Regions from separate parts of the Hordeum vulgare genome. Here region 2 is linked to region 1. Evidence: chromatin contacts called from public Hi-C data. All regions are on one chromosome and are shown on one strand. The core of a region is the stretch at or near the end of the contact, and the rest is flanking DNA. Distances in the headings are between cores, read along the strand shown.

Region 1 (3,778 bases), core at 358-2,857:
CATGCATCCAGGCTTGTGTCAGAGTGTGTGCAGTCCATCTACCTGAGCATGCACACAACACACAGAGACGCACCAATTGCTATCCATAATTCCATACATATACCCCTCTCTCTTTCTCTCTCCATATCTACCTCAATTCTTGTGCCCAGCTGTGCTGTGCCCTACACCTTTCTTTGCTAATAATACGCCACATATCTCTATCCACCCGTCCACCGATCAGTTCGACCACGGTCCTAGTACTCCTCGTTCGCCAATACTTGTCACTCCATACGTTTCTTTCTCACTCACAGATAATATGACTGCTCATTCGCTAATAGTACTTGTCACTCATGGATAATTCAACATGTCAAATACACATGTCTATTTTTTTTTTCAAGAAGAGGGGGAAGTCATTAGGCGATACATGCCTTAGGGTTCCGTGATTCTCGATTGATAACAAGAGGTTGCGTATGATCTAAAGAAAAAAGAAGAGGCTGCATATGTTGCAACTAACAAAAAACATTTCAATAAAAATGTCAATTCTTTGAGTGTTCCTAATTGACACCGTAATATGGTTCCCAAATTAGGCAATTGCTTTCTTTTATGGAAAAGGCAGCGAACTTCAACATCAAATGCCCTGAACCTTGAGGAGGAATTCCTAACGATGCAGCAACGGTGACCGAGTCGAGGGACGAGACCTCATTACAGTGGTTAGGGTAGCAAGGTGAAGCTAGTGGTGGCACGGCAAAAGTGATGGAGAAGCAGAAGAAGGAGGGATTGCCGAAGGAGTTAAGAGTTAGGATCGACGATTCAGCAGGTGCGAAGAGGGTACAAGCCAGCAACGTGACACCGTTGATTGTGGAGAACTGCAGCCAAGGAAGGAGGCATTACTAGAGAGATTCACCAGGGTCGGAGGGACTTTAGATGGAAGGCCTGATCTGGCAGCGACGATAACCACTAGACATGATGAGCTGGAGCGAGATGAAAGCGATGGGATTGACGGAAGCGAGGTCAAATTGAGGAGGTTGTGTCTACCGCTTGGGGAAGAAGAACAGTGGGTCAATGGTTCACAAAATCGATTGCGAATTTGCAATTCCAAAATATTAAAGGTCGCAACTATCATACATGGTCTATTTAATTTTGTTCATGATGAATACATGGTCGGTAATTACGTAAAAGTACATATAGAAGTCTAATACTCCCTCCCCCGAAAATAACCGTCTCAACTTTGTAATATTTATAGTACAAAGTTATACTAAGTTTAAGATACTTATTTTAGACGGAGGGAGTATGAACATTGGATGGTACAACTCAATAACTCGTGCTTGTACAACACATACCACGAGACTAGTCCTTTGTGATGGGTCATGGTTGCTGAAACTGGACACCCAAGGCCAGGATGGTACAGATGAGTTCCACACCTAGAATGCATGCTAGCTAGCTCTTGATGAGAGAGAAATAAAAGGAGGAGGGAGAAAATCTTGTAGGTAGCTAGAGAGGAGATCTAGAGAAGAGAAAAAAAAGAGAGAGTGGTGGGGGGAAAGCTGCGCGTGGGGGCTGTGCTGTGAGGATAATGGGAGTGGGAGGTGGGTGTCCCTCCTCCACTGCCTGGCCCCTCTCATTTCTCTTTCTCTCTCTTAAAGACTTAACCAATCGGTCTTTCTCTCTATCTATCCATCCATCTCTGCTTTTCCCTTTCAGCTGGAGGAGATCTTGAGAGGAAAGATATATAGCCCAGTGTCTTCTCTGTAGAGAGCAAAAGGGAAAGGAGCTCGCAGCAGGTACTTAAGCACTGACATGAGTGATCTCATGGTCCTGAGATACCCTCCTCCTCCTCCTTCTTCCTCTTCTTGTTCCTCTTTCCTCTCTCCTCCCGCCTCTCTCTAGGATCTTCGCCTCTCATGCTCTTTTAGAGAGGGAGAGGGAGGGGAGAGAGATTTGTTATATGCAAAGCTATAGGCACGTGTGCATGCAGGCAGAGCTGCATCGATTCTTGAGGTAAGCTCATGATGTGTGCCGGTTGCGTTGACATCTGCATGCATCAGGTTTCTTTGTTAAATCACTTGATGAAGATGGGTACCTTCTCTTTTTCCTTATTTTTTATATTTTGCTGATACTGATGCCTATTCCACACACACAAACATCTCTCTCATCCTCTCTTCTTCCAGAGCTTTTGAGCTTAAGCTAGCTAGAGTATTGGAGTTCTTCCATGCATACATGGCATGCAGCTTACTTCTCTTTCCCCTTTCCTCCCCCCCCCCCCCCCCCCCCCCGTCTCTCTTTTCTCTATCTGCATGGCTCATGGATCCGATTTATTTTACATGGCAAATCATCCGAGAAATTACTGCTCGGTGATCTTTTCCCCTTCTTGTTATATATACGAATGTCCTTAACTTCTTGGCACTTGTTTTTGACAGGTCAAAGCCACAGCAAGCTCCACGGAAGGAGATATATAATTGAAGAGAGAGATAAAGGGATTTATCTCAAGGAGAACTTCAGTTAGTGTACAAGTGCACATATATACGTACATAGCCAAGAGATATTGCCGTCGATCGGTCTACATAGGTGCCGGCGATCACGATGGCAGCGTACTACCACGGCGGCACCGGCACGGACATCCACCAGGCCGGCAGCGACGGCCTGCAAACACTGTACCTCATGAACCCGAGCTACGGCACCGGTGGCTACGGGGACGCCGCGCCCTCCGGGGCCAACATGATGCTCCTCAACTCGTCGGTGAGCTCCATGACCCCTGCCTCCTTCGGCGGCCACCAGGCGTCGCCGCCGCCGCCGCCAGGGCAGCACTTCGTCGGCATCCCTCTTCAAGCGCCCCCCTCGGGCTACAACCTGTGGACCCCGACCACAACCGGCATCGCCGACGTCATGTCGCCGCCGACGCAGCAGGCGCATGGCGTGAGCGCCGTGCTCAGCCTGTCGTCCCGCGAGACGCCGCCGGTCACGGTGGCCTCCATCGCCGGCGACGAAGGGAGGTACCAGCTTGGGGCGACGACCGCGGCGTCGCAGGGGCAGGTGGTGATGAACTCCAAGTACCTCAGGGCGGCGCAGGAGCTGCTCGACGAGGTGGTGAGCGTGAGCAAGGGCGTGGACGACGTGGACGCCAAGGCGAAGAGCTCCGCCTTGGTCAAGAAGAAGGAGGATTCGGAAGGCCTTTCCGGCGGCGGTGGGGAGGACGGCGCCAGCGGGGCCAAGGAAGGCGCGCCCGCGCCCGAGATGTCGACGGCGGAGCGGCAGGAGCTGCAGATGAAGAAAGGCAAGCTGGTTAACATGCTTGACGAGGTCAGTAGTTAACCTAAGTCCACTTTAACGAATTATCACTAGTACTTTTGATTCTAACTTTTAATGTTAAGAAATGTATTTTTACAATGATTTCGTAGAGAATTAATATCTCCATTTTTTCCAGACAATATTTCCAATTACCGCTTAGCTAGGAATTGTTATTTTTTCAACATTGATCTCTGAATATGGCAGTGTTAGATTGAAGATGTTTCTGATATGTCCTTGCATCTACAAGTTTAGGAAGTGTTATCGAAAGTATATGGGTCATTTGCTTTTCAGCTATGTTTGTTTTGTTGCTTCTTTTTCTGAGGTGAGTGACACACAGTTGTTGGGGTAGCCAAGCAGGCCTTTGATTTGCTGGATATTCCTCCTCCCTTTTTCCTTTTCTTCTTAATTATCACACCTGTTTTGTCAGCTTGCACCAACTATATATTCTCTTCGATTTTTTATTTATTGATAAACACTGACCAGTGTTGTCTTTTAGAAAGCAGAATTACAGCTA
Region 2 (3,778 bases), core at 827-3,326, 650 kb after region 1:
CTGAAAATTAGTAGATTGACAGGGTAACACCCCTATACAGCTATGCGTCCCTGCAAAGCTGAAAAAAAGGCATATCCCTACAACATGCAGCCACCCCGTGCCTAACATGTGGGTCAAGAGGCATATAATGGTTTACAATATTTTGTAAGGCATAATACGAGGATTGTACAGCCTTATTTGACCTTCATTCTGAAAACAAGATAATGCTGCCAACTCCAATATTTAGTAGTTTACAGGAGGAATGAAGCGAATGAACTCAAGGCAGCAATTATCACAATTAGTTTTGCTCTTCAAAAACACTCTTGCAGTTGTAGGTATTGCAAAGTATTCATGCAGAAAAGTTAACTGACCCTGATAAACAGAAACTAGCATATGCACAAAAAAGTGATGCCCTAATGCACAATGCAACAGAATATGAAACCAGACGAGTAACCTCAGATGCTTCAGGTGCAAAGCTCATCGATTTCTGCAATAAGAATCACAATTGTACATCGTGTTAGTGCACTCACATATATGTACTCAATGAGAAATGGTATTGTAGAAGATTTGGTATAGCAGGCTGCAACATGTAAATCACAGAACAAGTTTAATTAAGGTTCATGCACTGCAAGCGAACTGGAGTTATGCAACTTTGCAAATAATATATGTAAAATTTTCAACTGCTGATTTTTGCGAGCAAAACTTGATGCATTTGATAAATGACTCACACCACACAACATGTGAGTTATTATCCTGAGATGATTCTCATGCCCTGGACTTCCCGTAAAGGTTCCATTATTTACACATATTCTAACATGGAACCCCAAAAATTGCATGGGCTCAAGGCACCAACAGAGAGCATCTTCATTAACTTCTGGCATGCAGTTTTCTTACAAAGTAGCCTTAGATTATTTTGACTAGTAAGTAGATGATTTATTTTTCTTGCCAGGAAGTAGATGGTATTTGAATTCATTGTGTCCAGATTAACTAATACCAGGCAAGGAACGGAACTAAATTAAAGTCACCCCCTAGCTATATTATCCTTACACACTCAAACCTCTTGCGATTTTTACACCTCACATTTTAAGCCTACGAGCACAGCAATGAACAAAAACAACCAATTTCATTTTCATATCAGCCAATCTAGAGGATGAATTGTCGACAACTCAACTCAAACATGACGGATCGCAACGCTCAATGCTTCCCCTCTAAATCATGAACATACAACTTGATCAAAGCAGAACACAAAATTTGCTCGATTTCCTCAACATCAAGCTAAATTTTCAGAATCGAATTGCCCCAACAACAATTCAGAATTGAAAAAGTCCAGAGTAAGATCGAACATATGTGCACGGTCTACTATTAGTGACCCAACTCAATTTGATGAACTTGACCCAAGAATAGCTAGCGTCCGGTCCTTCAATTGGTGAGGCTGCAGTTTATTTACTTGTGAAGGCAACCCAAACGGGGAGGCTGCAGTTTATTTATTCACTCGTGCACGAACGACGGGGGAATTGGTGAGGGTTTGGGAGCTTACCAGGCTGAGCTTGACCTTGTGGAGCACGTCGCTGGCCTGGTCCTGGCGCTTCCGGTCGAGGTCCCTGAGGCGCGCCTTGACGGCCCGTATGGGCTCCCACTCGGCGGCGTCCTCGTCCTCCCACCTCCAGCCAGTCTTGGCCCCCCACCCCCTCCCGACCTCGGCCTCGAACGCCTTTCCTATCGCCGAGAGGTCGAGGCGAGTCTTCCCGATCCCCGAGGCGGAGCCGGAGGAGGAGGTGGTGTTGTAGGCCTTGCGGAGGCGCGCGAAGAGGTCGGGCTCCGGGACCGGCGCGCTGAGGAAGGTCTCGAGCTCCCCGGCCCGCGCGCGGATGAGGCGCAGGTCCTCCCGCAGGCTCCGGGAGAGGAAGGAGAGCGCCCCCTCCCCCGCCGCGGCGGGGCGCGTGTCGACGCCGAAGCTAGCCATATGGCTCTGCTGCGTCCGGGCTCTAGGGTTTTGGTGCCGGTGGTGGTGGTGGTGGCGGTCTGGCGGAGGCGGTGGTGTGAGGTGGGGCGGAAGGATGGGGGGGAGGGGAGAAGGAAGGGGAGGAGGAGATTTCGCGTGGCCCGGCGGCGTGGACCCGGTCTAGTGGAGGAGTGGCAACGCAAGTGCAGACGAGGTTGCGCGGCTACGCTTGTGCCATCTGCGGGGCGGGAAGCCGACCGCTCAGATCGACCTGGCAGGAGATCCACGGTGCTGAATTTTCCAACCTCTTTTCTCCTAATTACCACGTCGGCGCACGTACAAGTGTACAGCCGAACCGTACTTGTACTTGGTGCGCCTGTTTATTTTTTTATCATTTTTGAACATCATACCAACGCCCATACACACTTAGTTTTATTAGCACAAAGATATGGAATTGCCTCCAACTTAGATTGTTAAGAATCTCCATATCTCCCCACCCTAAATATGTACATGAAATCACCAAATTATGTAGTACTTATTTCTTTCCTATGTACTCCCTCCATAAAGTAATGTCTAGTGGTCTAAAAAGTCTCACACAATACTTTCTCTACCCGTAAATACTTGTCGGAGAAATGAAGATAAGTAAGAAACATATCGAACACAGTTCATTACTGAACCGGGAAAAACAAGAAGGAAAAAAACAGACTGAATTATGCAGTTCTTGCAATGTAATTCGACTTCAGTTTGAAAATAAAATACTACGTACAGGACTTGTCCACAACCAGCAAAAGAAAGACACGCAAGCACACAAACGCCGGATGCATGCGGCATTGCGGTGCAAAAACCAGATAAACACGAAGAGAGACCAAGGGTGAAAGCAACGCTAACCGTAGCTTGGCACGGCAGCACTCCAGCTCCAGTCGGCAAACCGAAAGCAACGGCCGTGCTCTTCTTGGCAGACAGACGTCGAGCAAACGGCACCTGCGACAAAAGGGATCGGAATCCATCGGGTACATTCCGCGGATCAGGAGAACTCCATGACGGGTGAGTTCACGGTCAGTATTTCCTCCGAGGATGCAGCTGGAAGGCCCTCCTTGCCTTGCCTTGGGCCTTGGCTGCCAGCCACCGGTTGCCCGTTCATCCATCGTCTGTCGGCACCGGTGTAGCAAGTGTCTGGCACAGGGAAGAGCTGCTCCGACAGCCACAAGATGCTCGTGGCTGGACGTGAAAAATGCAGTGACACTTCCCATTTCTCCTGCTAGTTTCCCAACCAGGTTGCACTTGTTCTGTCTCTTGCTACCAGCAATGCCCGGCTCGGCACTCCGTCGCGCCCATGTGTCGCATGCGAGATGGACGTTTTGCGTGCGTCAACGCGAGGGTTACATCGGCTCGGTAAACTGAAGCCGTAGCATGAGGCACAGTTTCCACCGTGAGAGAATGCCAGAACTCTGAAGCTCCATTTCTTAGATTCATCGTCTCCATCTGCCTGTCGGCACCGGTGTAGCAAGTGTCTGGTACAGGGAAGAGCTGCTCCGCCAGCCACAAAATACTCGTAGTTGTACATGAAAAGGCAGTGATGCTTCCACTTCTCCGAAAGGCTTCCGCTACCTGTTTGAGTTTACAGACAAGGTGCTCAGTTTAGTGATCTGATGAGTAACTCCCAAATGCGCAGCACAAGGAAAAATCTCCAGCAGCTGCTGCCTCTTTAATTAAACACTAGTAAGCGAAAGACTCGGAATTTCAGAAAAAGAAAAAGAACACACGGTCCTACCTTACAATCTGATCAAAAGGCAGCAACTCAGCATGCATTAGTAATCCACAAGACTGAGACAGGCCGCTACCGCCATGTGCAAAAGA

What was found. A called contact is a pair of places that touch in the nucleus more often than the background predicts.
Region 2: a contact with region 1 is called in a Hi-C map of seedling, with 4 times the contacts expected there. The contact joins the promoter of LOC123448017 here to the promoter of LOC123448015 in region 1. A contact is called at or near these places in 3 of 6 Hi-C or Micro-C datasets (leaf and seedling) and 1 of 1 datasets of contacts at active chromatin or transcription factors (embryo).

Annotation. Positions count from the first base shown.
Region 1 is chr4H:98,311,982-98,315,759 of MorexV3_pseudomolecules_assembly, forward strand. It overlaps LOC123448015 (BEL1-like homeodomain protein 1), which reads left to right and starts at 1,608. Exons shown (of 5, transcript XM_045124772.1): 1 at 1,608-1,760; 2 at 2,397-3,276. The coding sequence starts at 2,560.
Region 2 is chr4H:98,962,277-98,966,054 of MorexV3_pseudomolecules_assembly, forward strand. It overlaps LOC123448017 (digalactosyldiacylglycerol synthase 1, chloroplastic-like), which reads right to left and starts at 2,077. Exons shown (of 8, transcript XM_045124777.1): 1 at 1,517-2,077; 2 at 434-466. The coding sequence starts at 1,942.